Regions from separate parts of the Oryzias latipes genome. Here region 1 is linked to region 2. Evidence: chromatin contacts called from public Hi-C data. All regions are on one chromosome and are shown on one strand. The core of a region is the stretch at or near the end of the contact, and the rest is flanking DNA. Distances in the headings are between cores, read along the strand shown. Region 1 holds the start of LOC101166490 (aquaporin-11). Region 2 overlaps LOC101175099 (14-3-3 protein epsilon).

Region 1 (7,105 bases), core at 2,678-5,177, 460 kb after region 2:
GTTAATCTGAATGATGTAGTTCTGCTTAAACTCCTCTAGGGGGAGCCGACTGCTCGCCGTCTGATGCAGATCTGAATCCGCTTTCTCGACTAGAGGCCGCCAAAGCACGTGAAAACAGGAAACTTTACCAGCTGCCCTTTCACAATAAAGGCTGAACACAAACGCTGTTCCTCCAGTCTGCAGTCACAAAAACCTGCTGATTGTGCGCGGTCTTCATGGTCGTGTCTTCATGGGGACATTTCTGTGTAAATGTCTAATGGAAACTGCGGCTCTGCCTCTCCTGAGAGGAGAGGATGGACACCCGGCTGTGGGTGACGTCCAGCCGTCTCTGTGCCCGTGACCTCTGGGCGGGCGATGGAGGTCAAAGATCGATGGAGGTTTAGAGCGGTGGCTTAACGGATCGATGTGCTCGCTGATGCGAAGGGACGGACGCTCTGCTGTGACGAGGCGCTCAAAACCGGACCGCCTCTACACGGCGAAGCTCACAGGAGACTTTTGACGCGCTCCCACCTTCTGGCTTTTATCACTGTCCTCAGATCAGACCGACAAAAACCAGAAACTTACCGACAGGAACCAGGCGCCGGCCTCCGTGTTTAGAGATTAGGGTAGGGTTAGAATCTCAATGACTCAATTTTGAAAGGAAAAATGGAAACCGTTTGCAGGTCCTGCCAGATGTCTCTGCTGCGGGTTGCCATGACGACACAAAAATGCATCCGGAGAGGTTTGCTTGGATCCCTAATGTGTTCAGATAACTCTATGACCAAGATTAAAACACAAAACTCAGTTTGTTCTGTGTATAACAGAGGCACACACACAAAAAGAAACTTTAATGTTTGTGTTTCAAACTATGCATAAAAACTATTTCATATTGTAAGATTTAATATTGATGCATCTGGAAGATTCCTTATAGTTGCATGCAAAAAATGCTAACTTTTTATTATTAAAATGTCTATTGTTGTTATGCTTAAATTCTACATCACTGTTCCTCCAGTTTTCTAAAATTAGTTCAACTGCAGGAATTTCCCTTCCCTAAAGGAGCCTCCCTAAGTCCCTCCCTGTGAGCTCCCACAGTGCTCCTTCAAACCTTCAAAATAAAAGATCCACAGCACCACTCCACTCCACTCAACTCCACTTTTTTGAGTCATGATTAAATGTTTTTAATATAGATATGAACCAAAAAATAGACTGTAAATAAAATCTCCCACTGTTTCTGCTCAGTCATAGGAATATAAAAAAAAGTAAACAAAAAAATGATCAAAAATGTCCCTTTGTGAGGTTTAAAGACAAACAGTTTTAAAGGCATTTTTACACTCATTCTAAAAGACTTTTCAATAACTTTAAATTTGTTAGTTTAAACTTTAAATACATGTTTATTTAAAAAAACTATGTGGAGATGAAGGTTTATTACCTAAAAATTGACTCAAAATAAGATTACAAGCGTTTGTGGTATTTTCTTTCTGTGTTTGATTTGTATCAGAGTGGGACTTCTGTGTTTTTATTTGGATCTTTGTGTTTGTATGTCTATGTCTGATTATTTTCAGATGTGCTGGAAAGGGTGTGTCCTCCCAATGGACCCAACCTGATGGAGGCAGCCTTTTTTAACCCTTGTGCTATCCTAGGCACTTTAACATTGGAAGTTGGGTCATCTAGACCCACTAGACCAGGGGTCGGCAACCCAAAATGTTGAAAGAGCCTAATTGGACGAAAAAAACAAAAAACAAATATGTCTGGAGCCGCAAAATATTAAAACCCCTATTTAAGCCTTATAATGAAGGCAACACATGCAATATGTATCTATATTAGCTATATTAGCCTACTGTCAAAATGACTAAGTTGGCTACAAATACATAATGAGCATTATTAACGATTAAATGTATTGCATTCTGTGGAGAACGACGCATCACGTGACTGCTCTGTTGTGCAAGTTTAACTTCATTATAATATCAATGAATTATGTTTCATTGCTTTGATAAAATTAAAGAAATGTAATACAGAAATCCGATTTTTGATGTCATTTTTATTTTGAGGATTCGAACAAAAAACAATAAAATGGAACGTGCGTGCCCCATGACGGTCAGCTTGAATGACAGAACAGATTCAAGCATTTGCGGCGCAGAGTTTTCCCGCCACTGGAGACTTTCATTCAGCTCGTTTAGGTGGCCTGTCAGTCATATCCACCGAAACGTGCAGCTTTTCCAGCATCTTCCAGTTGCGGGTAGTTAAGGTTTATGCTTTTCAGGAATATTTTCACGTGTTCTAAACAGACGACAAAGCGACACAAAACTTCACCCCTGGACAGCCATCGGACTGTGTTGTGTAGCAGGAGATCAGAATATTTGCTTTCAACTTCATCGATTTCCATCAGCCACCTGCCGATGTGTGGGAGGGGGAGAGGTTGATGACGCCTGTGCAATGTTCAATGTGGTGTGTGTTCAAAATAATAATGGGCTTTAAATGCTGGAAAGGAGACTGCGCTTTCAGCTTCTCTTTCTGCCTCCTACTCTCAGACTGTTCGGAGTCGTGCGGTGTTTGGGACACGGACAAACCTCCAGCGTAGCCAGTTGATTGACAGCTCAACTTTTTGACAGCTTGGCTCCCGTATTTCCCGCTACAAGTGACGTTCCTGCTGGGCGTTACAATATTTATTCTACACATTCTTACAGTATTGGAAAACGTTAAGAATGTTTGTCTTGTTGTTCCTCCTGCAGAAACCACATTAAAACAAAATATATATTTCTCTCCCCCATCTTTTTACATTTTCAAACATTTTTGAAAATGCTCCAAGGAGCCACTAGGACAGCGCTAAAGAGCCGCATGCGGCTCCTGAGCCACGGGTTGCCAACCCCCCCACTAGACAGTGCTCTGAACCTTTTTTCTTCAATGATTTGTGATCTTCACTGGTGTCCATGGATTACATGAAATCTTTCCACCTTTATCCACCTTTGTCATGGTAGGGAGAACACGTCAATGCAAGGGGGGGGGGGGTCATAGAATAGCATAGGGGGTAAAAGCACCACATGGACCTCCAGACCATGAGAAGGGAGTTTGGCTGCAACCAGTCTCCATTGATGCTTGGCCCACTTCTCCATTTTGTTTTATTCTCCACCTGTTTTGTTGTGTGTTGCACTTTAGTGTTGTGTTTTGGTATTTTGTAGTTTTTTGTGGTTTTGTGCCCACTCTGTTTAGTCTTTTGGTTTGTAGTTATGTTAAGGGAAGCTGTAGGGGTGAACTGCCATTTTATTTAGAACATTTTTTCTGTTTTTGTTAGTTCAGTGAGGTTAGTGTTTGTCTTTGTTTTCTCTCTTTTCCTTTGTACAGGTAAGTCCCTTCCCTTCGCCCAAGTGGCCGGGATAGGCTCCGGCAACCCCGTGACCCCGAAAGGGAATAAACGGTTAAGAAGATGAATGAATGAATGAATGAATGAATGAATGAATGAATGAATGAATGAATAAAATTGGTAGCCAAAACATAACTTTATGTTATGCCCCCCTAGGTACCCGTAGAGTCAGAAGGGGGCATAACAACAAGTTAATTACAGATCAGAAGTTGGGGGTCCGATTTATTTAAGATTTGAATAAATACGTGTAAATATGCTTTTTATTTTCATAGCATTTTGTTGAGTTAAGGAAAACAAGTTTTGAATATCTAGTACTTTTTATTCAACAAAAACGGAATGTTTCACTGTGATTTTTTTAAAATAAACATTATCAGTAAACTATAGTGTTGTCAAAATTCTATCCATATATTCAAGAACTTATCAAATCAAACAAATGAGCTTCCAAACATTTGGAACTTTATCAATAAACATTCAGCTCACCTGTTCCATTGAGTTAAGTCGGTCTGCTCTGCTGCTGCGCAGCGTTCACTGGCTGCTGCACTGGACTACTGCAACTTTTTTTTGGGGGGGGGGGGGGGGGGGGGGGCTAAAACTCCGTCGTATCTTTTACCTTGACAGGAACAACGTCTTTTATTTTGAAGGATTGAACTTCCACGTCTCTTGGCAGCTTCGCTTTGAAGAGGCGGCGCGCGGACAACCTGCTGGACTTTGACACATTCCCACATCTCGGGGGACCGTCTGCAGTCATGACGGACGCGTGGGCCTCTGTGGCGGTGCTGTGCGCTGCGGTCCTCCTCTGTGAGACGCTCCGGCGCGTGGGGGCGCGTGTCCTCACGGGGGCTGGCTGGATTTACCTGCTGGAGGCGGTGTCCACCTTCCAGCTCTGCTGCTGCACCCACGAACTCAAGCTGCTGGGGGAGGTGGCGCAGCAGGAACCGGTGCTGGGTTTGACCCTCACCTACATGATGACGGTTGTCCACGTGATGACGTTCCGGGAAGCGACGTGTAACCCCGCAGCGGCGCTGGAGAAACTTTGTCGCGGCACTTCCAGCGTCAAAGTTGCTGCGCGGGTCGTCGCGTGCCAGTTCGGAGCCGCGTTAGCCGCGCGGTTCTTCGCCCGGTCCGTGTGGTCGCTGGGTCTGTCCGACAGCCACACCCGGCACCAGAAGTTCGGCTTCAGGTGCTTCGACCCGCTCGGCGGGACTGTGCTGGAGGCGGCGGGCGCGGAGCTGGCCTGCGCCTTTGCCTTCCAGGCGGCGGTCATGCACGCGCACAAAGTGGACGAGAAGCTCAGAGTGCACGTGATCGCCGGTGTGGTGACGGTGGCCGTTTACGCAGGTGCGCTGAAGCGGCCAAAGAAGTACTATACAAAATAGTATTTATACTTTTTAAAGTCAAATTCAAAGAATATATCAAATAAGTGGTTGTTTTAATGGCTCATGCTTAAATAGGTTTGTTGTTTTGAATAGAGTCCATTACTAATGAGGTTACTTTAGTTAGCCTACAGTCAGAACGACCGCTCCCCCCTTAAAAATGATGACGTCACGGCGGGAGAAACCATTAAAAAAAGTGTGAATGGACGCCAAAACCTCCTATGGGGCTCGAAATAAATGTTATAAATCCTCTAACACAACCAAAAACATGTGTAGGAGCCTTCCAAAGCAACTTTTGAAATTATTATGGGATGGCCACTGGAACAACGGTTTAGCGGCCATTTTTTGGCAATAGAAATTTGTTGATTTTTTTTTCTTTTTGCACAATATGGGAAAAGCGTTTGTTTGTTTGTGCGATCTTCACAAAATTTCACAAACCTGCCACCAGGGGGGTATTCCAGGAAGCATGTTTAAACTAGCCTGACTTTAAGCCCGAACTCTGGCTGAAATCTGCCTGAACTTGCTAACTCTGGGTATGTCGGTTCCAAAAGACCGGATATGAGTTGGCGTAATTACGCTCGACTTGGTAACCGTGGGTTAACGCACGGTACATAAAGACATTCTCAATAGATCGCCGATCTCTGGAGTCACCATGGAAACGCGAGGTGAAAAAAAAAGAAAGCGCTGTACTTAAGTGAGATACTGAGATTTTAATCTTCTTCCACTTTCGGCTTCTCCCATCAGGGGTCGCCACAGCAAACGAGTCGCATGGTAAATTTGGCAATGTTTTACGCCGGATGCCCTTCCTGACGCAACCTTCTCAAACCGGGCTAGAGGTAGAGAAGGGAACAGGGAGGAGCCCGGATTCGAACCCGGGTTTCACGGACGGAAGGCGCCGTAAACCAGCACGAGCTAAACTGGCTCGTGATACTGAGATTTTAATGACGGCGGAAAAAAATTACAAGTCCATCAAAAAAGTAACATGGCTGAAAAATAATTTAAATAATTTAGTTAAATTAATTCAAACTCAATAATTGTTTATACAACTCAAATTTACGTATTTATCTAACTAAATGTCACATTACTCCATTAATCTTTTTTCCATCTTAATTCCTTGTATTTCTTGAACTTTCATATGTCTAAGTTTGAGCCGGCAGATATGCTCATTTTTATAACAATAAAAAGAACGGAAAAAAATGCACGGAGTGCAAAAATTCATTAAAGAATTTTCCATCACTGTCATAACACATTTATGTGGTAGTGGTGCTATATAAACTCATCATCCTCTCCCTTACTCTCACTCATGGTGCAGAGACGTAAGCATAGTAGGACAAAATAGCTCGGCAAAACACGGTGAAACACAGTAAAACAGCTATACAACTAAACACATTTTGTAAAAAACCCACACTTAAACCCAAATCCGTCCAGACAGGCAAAGGGAATGATATCCCAGAATCCCTTGCGGTGCCGATCTAACGGCAGCACCAAAGTTACACCTACTTAATTGAATTAATTTGAACGAAAGGAAAATAATTGTCTGAAAACTACGTGTTATTTTTAAGGTGACCTAACAAAAAAAATGATTTATCTTAACTGAAGCAAATAATTAAGTTAGATCAAAGTAAAAAAGTTTATCTTTCCAACATCCATATGTGGTCTTATCGCCCTCTCATGGTGGAAAAAGTATTATCTGAGCTTCTTCATCCACTAAATCATCTTCAAATGGACACGCCATGCTGCTTCACCTCTCTGTAAACAAACTAAGCTTCAACTAAACCTGCTCCAGACCAGGTTATGTTCAGAGCATGAGTTGCCATGGTAACTTGACCTACCCTGAAACATACCTCCATTTCTGGAACCAAAAGCTGAGGTTATCAACTTCCTTAGCCTCAAACATATCGGGGGAGCTAGCATAACCTGCTTTCTGGAATACCCCCCAGGTCAAGTCTACAACCACAAAGTTTTGTTGACCTTGGGAAGAGGCCGCCATCTTGAATGATAAAAAAAATAGGACCCGCCTACTTATTCAAATACTTAGGAATTTGGATCAATCGCCCCCAAACACCTTGAGCATTATAAGAAAGGTTCACTGTGGGGAGGTTTGTAGTTTTTGAGAGCTGTTAGCGTGGCTAGCTTGCTAAAGTGTCGTGTCCCTGTCGCTCACACATCTTTTACCGGAATATTGTCAAAGTTGAAAACATGAATCTCTGTCTGAAGCCAAACAAAACAGCATGACGTACAATATGAACATATTAAGAATGAGGGCGTGGTGATCAAAAACCTGCGTTGCCAAGAAATTCCAAAAATGTACTTTTGCCGATTCTATTAAAAATGACAAAGACCAGCTGGTAACCACCAGGTGACCCCAAAATAAAATGGTTGCTATGGAGATAAA
Region 2 (7,354 bases), core at 2,130-4,629:
TTTGAAATTCTTCTAAGATGAAGCTGAACTACAAGCCACTGAGCTTTTGTCCCGACTCGAACCAGAATCTGACTGCTGGTGATGGTCCTTCTGTCCTCGTGTCGTGAGAAAGCGGATCCCTTTGACCTTTGGTGTCGTCCCCCCCCGTCCCCCCCCCCCCCCCCCCCCCCCCCCCCCTCAGGAAGGGAGATTACCACAGGTACCTGGCAGAGTTTGCCACGGGCAACGACAGGAAGGAGGCGGCGGAGAACAGTTTGGTCGCTTACAAAGCCGCCAGCGACATCGCCATGATTGAACTTCCTCCAACGCACCCCATCCGGCTGGGACTGGCCCTTAACTTTTCTGTCTTCTATTATGAAATCCTCAACTCACCGGACCGGGCTTGCAGGTGAGGCTTTTCGTCAAATGTTTTTATTTAGTTTCAATTCTTGTGTCTAATTCTGTCAGCATGGCGTCTGGGAATGTCTTAGAAAAGCTAAAAGTGACGTTTTAAATGCGTGGATGAGATCTATCTGGCCCGTAGGGGGCAGCCTTGTGTACAAAGTTTGCTCACACGGAAGTGACGTCATCCATCGCCCCGCTTTGTGACATCATGAGCTTTAGCCGATACACGCATTTCCCTGTGAAACGGCCCATTTGACAAGGCAGATGTCGCCGGTGACACCCAAGTAACACCCTTTTTGTACGTGAATCAGCTGATTCTGGCGTGGAGAAAACGACTTTTCGTGTCGGCTGTGTGCTACACTTTGTGTTACGTATAGAAGTGGCTTTTCTTCGCGTCAGAATCGGCTGGAATAAACGGTTGACGAGTTACCATAGTCGGAATTATGTCAACACTGGAGCTCAAGCTTAAACCCAGTCACATGACGTTGGGTTTAAGTGACATCACGCCGAGGAATCGGCTGGTTCAAGGTTGCGTGAGGTCATCATAAGCTATGATTTGCATTAAGAAAAAATATTTTAGATTCTAGTCTGGATTTAAAATGCAAAAAAAAAAGTGTTAACCACGTTGCCATGGAAACGGTGGTTGCTAAGGAAAAAATCAAATGTTAGTTTGTTTTAGAAACACGAAAACCTCTAAACACTTTGATCAGGGCCAGACATGCAAACCTCTCTATGGTTGCTATGGACTCATTTGTGTCTTTGTGGGAACAATCTGAACTCTTTTAGTGTTGTTGTGATGATTGTTTGGCCCGAAGAAGCCTCCAGAGATGGGGGGGCAGTTTTATGGTCTTTGAAAGCGTCGTCCAGATGTTCCTGAAGGGGTGATCTTCTGTGTCGACAGGTTGGCAAAGGAAGCCTTCGACAACGCCATAGCAGAACTGGACACGCTGAGCGAGGAAAGCTATAAAGACTCGACACTTATCATGCAGTTGCTACGCGACAACTTGACACTATGGACCTCAGACATACAGGGAGACGGTGAGAGAACCCTTCAGTTCTACTACTGCTCCTCTGGAGCTTCGTCCAGACGTTGCAGCTCTGCTTCCAATTCTTCTTCTGGTTTCTCCTGAGTCCCACCTTCCTCTTCTGTCCTCTAACTCCTCATCTTCCTCTCATTCCTGTCAGATTCTTAAGGATTCTCCTCCTCAGTAACACCGGTGTTTTTTTGTAAGTCATCCTTCCTGCCTTGAGCCTCCTCACCTCCTTCGCTCCTGTCTCACCTCCCTGACACCTCCTTCGCTGACCTCCTCACAGCGCCGCGTCGGTTTCATCAGCTGCTTCCTCTGTAAATGTTTGTGGATTGAAGTAAACGTTGAGAAGAATCGATGAGACGGAAGCTTCAACTGCAGTTCAGATCCATTCATTTGGTGGAAAAACCCAAACTTCCTGTCGCGGATGAAACAGCTGGTTAACCCCCGTTCACTAAACACTGCTTGACTTTAACCAACTGGTTGAAACTGGACCCACAGAGCAGCAGGGTGACGGACTCCGAACAAGTCCAGGTTCTGCTAGAAACCCGCGTGTTAGCAAGCTGCACGTTGGTGGGTCTTTGGGTCTTCTACCTACCGGTCAGGTTTCAGTTTCTCTCCAGAGGTTGTGCGAAAGAACTTTAGCCGACGTAAAGAAATAAACCTGAATTTAGTTTTCATTTAGTTTGTGCTGGTTTTGAAATCGCTGTAACCGATGATGAAAGCGGCTGTTGCTCATAAAGGTTTGTGTTCCTTCTGCTCTGAAAAGGTTCTGGACTAGTTTGGTCTGCTTCAGACAGCAGCTCACCCGGGTTAGTTGTGTTTGTGTCGATAAGAAGCTAATATGTGTCGGCAGCAGTTGGTAGGCAGGATTGTTTTCGGATCACTTTTCCCCCTTTTTGACATTTGAAAGTTTAAACCCGTTTTAGACCCTCTGCTGTTACTGGACTGCGGAGGTCAGAGGTCAGACGGAGTCCAGCTTTGGTTGGACTGATTTGCTCTGCCAGGCTCACGCTGCCTTCATGGACCGCAGGAACTCTCACTTCCGTATCGGTTTGGGTTCCTAAACTTTTACTCACTTCTCCGCTTGAAAGAACTTCAGTTTGAAGGAGAACGGTCGAACGGGGAAGCTGGCGTTGACACAGCAAACGTTTGGTCTTTGAACGCATCACAACTTCAGCAGGAAACAACAGGAAGGTTTGATTCTAAAAGACCCCCCCACTCCACCCAAAAAAAAAACACCACCTGTTCTGTGATCCACAGCTGATTCAGCACCTTTTCTCCACTGAATTATGGGATGTCCGGCTGCAGCTTCACCATGTTCTGTGTTCTCCTCTCAGGTGAAGAACAGAACAAAGAAGCAGCTCCAGACGCAGAGGAAGAAGCCCAGTGAGACTGAACCAGACCTCCTCTTCCTCCTCCTCCTCATCTCCTCGCAGCACTAGCCCTCCCCCCCCCACCCCCCCGACCCTCAGTCGCAGCTTCGTCTCCTCTAACCCTTCTCTCACCTGTTCGTACCTGTCTCCTCACCTGCACGTCTGTCCTCTCCGGGGCCGCCTGGTCTCCGCCTCCCGGGGTTTGACCTTTCCCGGAGCCCCGCCCCCTTTAGCGTCCACGTCCTCTTATACCGTTTATATTTGACTCTGCTCTCTCATCTGTTGCCAAGCGCGCTTGCCTGTATTTGTAACGAACATGCAAGAGTTTATTTAAAGACGAAGCCGGGTTTGTCCCGTGCAAGTGTTTTTTTTTTTTTCCCCCGAGCGGCGTCTCGCCCACGCCGTCGGCTGACAGGACGCGTTCAGGAAGAGCCGAGCGTGCTCCCTTACTTTGTGGTTCTTCAGCATTCACCTTTAGTCAGGGACTCCAGAAGCTCCGCCTCTCCCCTCATCCGTCACTGGACGGCTGCAGCGCTTTAGTTGAAGGCAGATAGCTAGGACGCCGCTTCTGCATGGGAGGGGAGGGGGCGGGGCTCCCATGTCATGTGATGCGGGTCTGGCCGGCTGCATCTGTGCTCTCCCGGCACCTCCTTTCACCTCCTCTCTTCTGTTCAGTACGTTGTAACAGGAACCCGGTTTGTACTACTGAATGTTCTCACCGGAACCACAAGAACCACGGCATGGAACTAACGTTAAACCTCCAATTAAACATGTCCAACCATTGTGTGCCAGCTGTCGTCCTTCTCCTCTTCTTTGCCACTAGAGGGCAGCGTTTAATCGACGGTGAACTCGATCTGTGGCTGAAACCGTTTTTTTTCAAGACATCGGTTCATCTGTGTCTGATGTTCAATGATGAAACAGCAGCTAATAAAAAATTTAAACAGTTACACCCTAACATGCTAGTTAAGTCTACAGGTTTTAATTGCTTTTTTGTTTTCAAGAAAAATAAAAGAATGTAACCTTTAATTGTTTAAAACAAAAAAAATCAGGAATTTCTGTTGTTTTTTTTCATCTGAACAGAATCATTTTCACATCAGCTCCTTAAGAAATAATGTGGAGAACACGGTGACTCGAATGTAGAAAATGATATAAAGTAAAATCATGTTGAAAAAATGCTTCGTGTAAAAGAAAAATCTCAAAACCTTTATGGATTAACAAAGAAAATGAGAAGAAATGGAGGATTAAAAATAATTAGTCTAGAATTTGGCTGAAAGTTTTTTTAACTGGGCAGGTAATGACGTCAGTTTCCTGTTCCCTTCAACCCTTGTGCTATCCTAGGCACTTTTGGGAGTTGGGTCATCTAGACCCCACTAGATGGTAAATGAAATCATCTCCACCTTTATTCACCTGGTAGGGATAACACGTCAATGTAAGGGTGGGGTCATAGGTTAGCACAAGGGGTTAACAAAGGGATGCAGCAGTGATAGGTTTCCGGTTTCATGCTTTGAATTTGGAGGGGGAAAAAAGTTAATTTATTCTGAAATAAATGTCTCAGAAGAACTAGTCATACCCCTCTTGCGCCGCTAGAGGGAGCCCCCTCACATCCGTGGATCAATGTTTGTATTTTTTTTAAAGAACTTTATTGAACGCAAAATGACGTGTCTTACTTGTTGTTTTGTTTGCACTTGGGGAAATGGAGTGTAAGTGAAATCTAATTTGGGCCAATAAATCAAAACAATTTGGGAGCTTTATTGCTAAATTTAGTTTGTGAATAAAATACTTGTGTAACCAAATCAGGAGGTTTATGAACCAAAATTGAGACGAAAGTTTCTTTTCATAATTACTGAAACCCCCAAAGATGTTTTTCCATGTTAAAGTACAATATGGATAACTTTTAATTTTTTCTTTTTTAGTTAATCTGTCGCAAATTTTTTCAGTGTTCTCTTAGATCAGTGGTTCTCAAACTTTCTTCAGTGATGTACCCCCTTAGAAATATATTTTTAGTCAAGTCCCCCCTGACACGGGCAAAACATTTTTGGAAGAAAAAAGAGGTACAGTGCTGTAAAGTCAAATTTATTCAAGCCAAACAACAGTGAACCTGACAAAAACATTCATATGGCAAACATTGCATGTACAAACAAAAAAGAAAAACAGAAGACGTTGACCACCAGAAGGCATAAAACCAGTTAAAACTCAAATGTGCAAAATGCTGCTAATAATAAATAAAATAAATAATATACATGAATAACAAAAATCTGTTCACAGAAATAAATCTATAACTTAATAATAAATAAATAATATTTAGTTTACAAAATAAATTAACTTAATAAATAAAGATTTGCTCACAAATAATAATTAATGTTAACTCTTTAAGGATAAAAAAAAGAAGATTGCATGTGAATCACTTTGCATTGAACATTTGACTTGAATTGAACAACATGTAACAGGCATTGATTTATGAACAGGAAAAAAATGTACTCAATACAATTCAATGACAAATATGAGCTTGCACCTCACTGAGGATCTTTGTCATTCTTGGTGGCAAGGAGGCAACTGCAGTGATCAAGCTCTTCTCCAGGCACCGTCTGTTTCTTTGCTTCGTTTTGATCAGCATCATTGCTGAGAAGGAGGCCTCACATAAATATGTGGATGCAAACGGTAGCAGCTGCTCCAAAGCTTTCTGTCCCAGCTCAGGGTGCTCCTGCCTCACACACAGCCAAAACTGTGTGAGAGTGGATGCACCAAACTTCATCTGCAGGCCACGGTCAGATGATACTTCCATCAGTTTTTCCTGATGAGTGACAGGAAGCTTGCTTCTGTTTGCTTCAGACAAGAGAAATGGGTTTCTCACCCAATCCAGCTGCACAGATTTCTCATCCATGTCAGGAAAGTAGGAGTGAAAACCACTGATCAAGTTAGCCAAATGTCCCACTATGACTAACTTCACCGGAGCTGTCGCCACATCCTCATTTGAGAGAAAGACATCCAACTGAGGAAAGCAGGTGAAATCCTCCTGATCACATGCCCTTTTCCACATCTCTACTTTCTTCAGGAAACCACCCACCTTGTCATACAGGTTCAGGATGCTGGTGTCCTTGCCCTGCAGGGACATGTTCAGTTCATTCAGTTTCCTGAATATATCTGCCAGATAGCAAAGCTTTGCAAGCCAGTCCGTGTTCTCAAACATGGTGGCATGGGGAGATCCGTGCTCTGTCAGGAAGGTGTGAACTTCAGCTCGCAACTCAAACAGCCTGCTCAGTACTCTTCCACGGGACAGCCAGCGTACTTCGGGATGCAGGAGCAGTTCTGTGTGTTCAGCTCCCGTATTTTCACAGAGGCTGCGGAACAAACGTGCATTAAGTGGCCTTGACCTGATAAAGTTTATAACTTTAATGCTGTCGTTCAAAACATCCTGCAATGCAGGGCTCATTTTCTTGGACGCTAGCGCTTCCCTGTGTATCACGCAGTGCGTCCACTTGATGTCGGGATTTTCTTTTTTAATCCGTGCTATGAGGCCTTTCGCGCTGCCCGTCATTGATGCAGCCACATCTGTGCAGACGCTGCTGCAGGATTTCCAGCTGATAGCGTTTCTGGTGAAAAACGTGTTAACGACATTAAAAATGTCCTCTCCGGTTGTTCGCCCCTCCATTTCTTTGCAGAATAGAATGTGTTCACAGATGTCGTCCGTGTCGATGTATCTCACAAATGCAACAAGTTGCGCATGTCCACTCACATCTGTGGATTCATCCAGCTGCAGTGAAAATGAGTCTCCAAGTTTCCCCACAACTTGTTCCATAATGTCTGTGCCCATGGTATCTATTCTGCGGCAAACAGTGTCATTGGACAGAGGCACAGTTTTGAATGTATCCGCTGATTTTTTTGTCCAGCATAGTTTCGGCCAATACCACAGCGGCGGGGAGCAGTAGGTCTTCCGCCTATGGTGAAGGGTTTTTTGGCTTTAGCAACAAGCAAAGACACCGCGTAAGAAGCCTCCAGGGCTTTGGCTGATGTAGTGGAGACTTTTTGCATTGTGGCTTGGGATGACTTGAACTCAGAAAGTTTTCTCCTGAAGAACTCTGGTGCCTTATCAACGTGACATCCATGTTTTGTGGTGAGATGCCGCTGGAGGTGTGCCGGCTTCATGCTAGCGTTTGCTAACTTTTCCCCGCAAAAAAAACACAGTGCCTGGGGTGGGTCAGAGCTCGTGGACGTAAATCCCATTAAAACATAATCTTCATTGTACTTTCTGGACTTCGTCGCCTCTTGTTTTGTTTTCTTTTTCACTTGTCCATCTGTACTTTCAGCAGCATGGCTGCTGCGCTTTAACCACGCCTCCATAGTTACAGCGTTATGGTCACGACAGGTCGTTGATGAGTGCCTGCCGTCAGTGGGTCAAACTAACTTGGTGTGTGTGTGTGTGGGGGGGGGCACAGTTTTATTTCAAAGGATATTGAAACTAATTACTGAATATAAAATTCAGTGCATGAACGCATATTTATATTTTATCGAACTTTTTACAAAATAATTTTTCTCAAGATTTATTATTAGGATGAGCCTACTGATTTA

Evidence for each region. A called contact is a pair of places that touch in the nucleus more often than the background predicts.
Region 1: a contact with region 2 is called in a Hi-C map of gastrula embryo, with 6 times the contacts expected there. The contact joins the promoter of LOC101166490 here to the enhancer-like site in region 2. A contact is called at or near these places in 2 of 5 Hi-C or Micro-C datasets (embryo and gastrula embryo).

Annotation. Positions count from the first base shown.
Region 1 is chr14:27,151,816-27,158,920 of ASM223467v1, forward strand. It overlaps LOC101166490 (aquaporin-11), which reads left to right and starts at 3,928. Exons shown (of 3, transcript XM_004076841.4): 1 at 3,928-4,675. The coding sequence starts at 4,084.
Region 2 is chr14:26,689,547-26,696,900 of ASM223467v1, forward strand. It overlaps LOC101175099 (14-3-3 protein epsilon), which reads left to right. Exons shown (of 7, transcript XM_023962322.1): 4 at 182-388; 5 at 1,286-1,422; 6 at 1,570-1,611; 7 at 2,753-3,579. The coding sequence ends at 1,577. Among protein-coding and RNA genes, the nearest start is that of LOC111948625, 8.2 kb to the left of the region's middle. Within about 2 kb of position 3,380, at least 2 of the 8 cell types and tissues checked have an H3K27ac peak or open chromatin away from gene starts, as enhancers often do. A contact at or near this core is called in gastrula embryo, where this site is marked.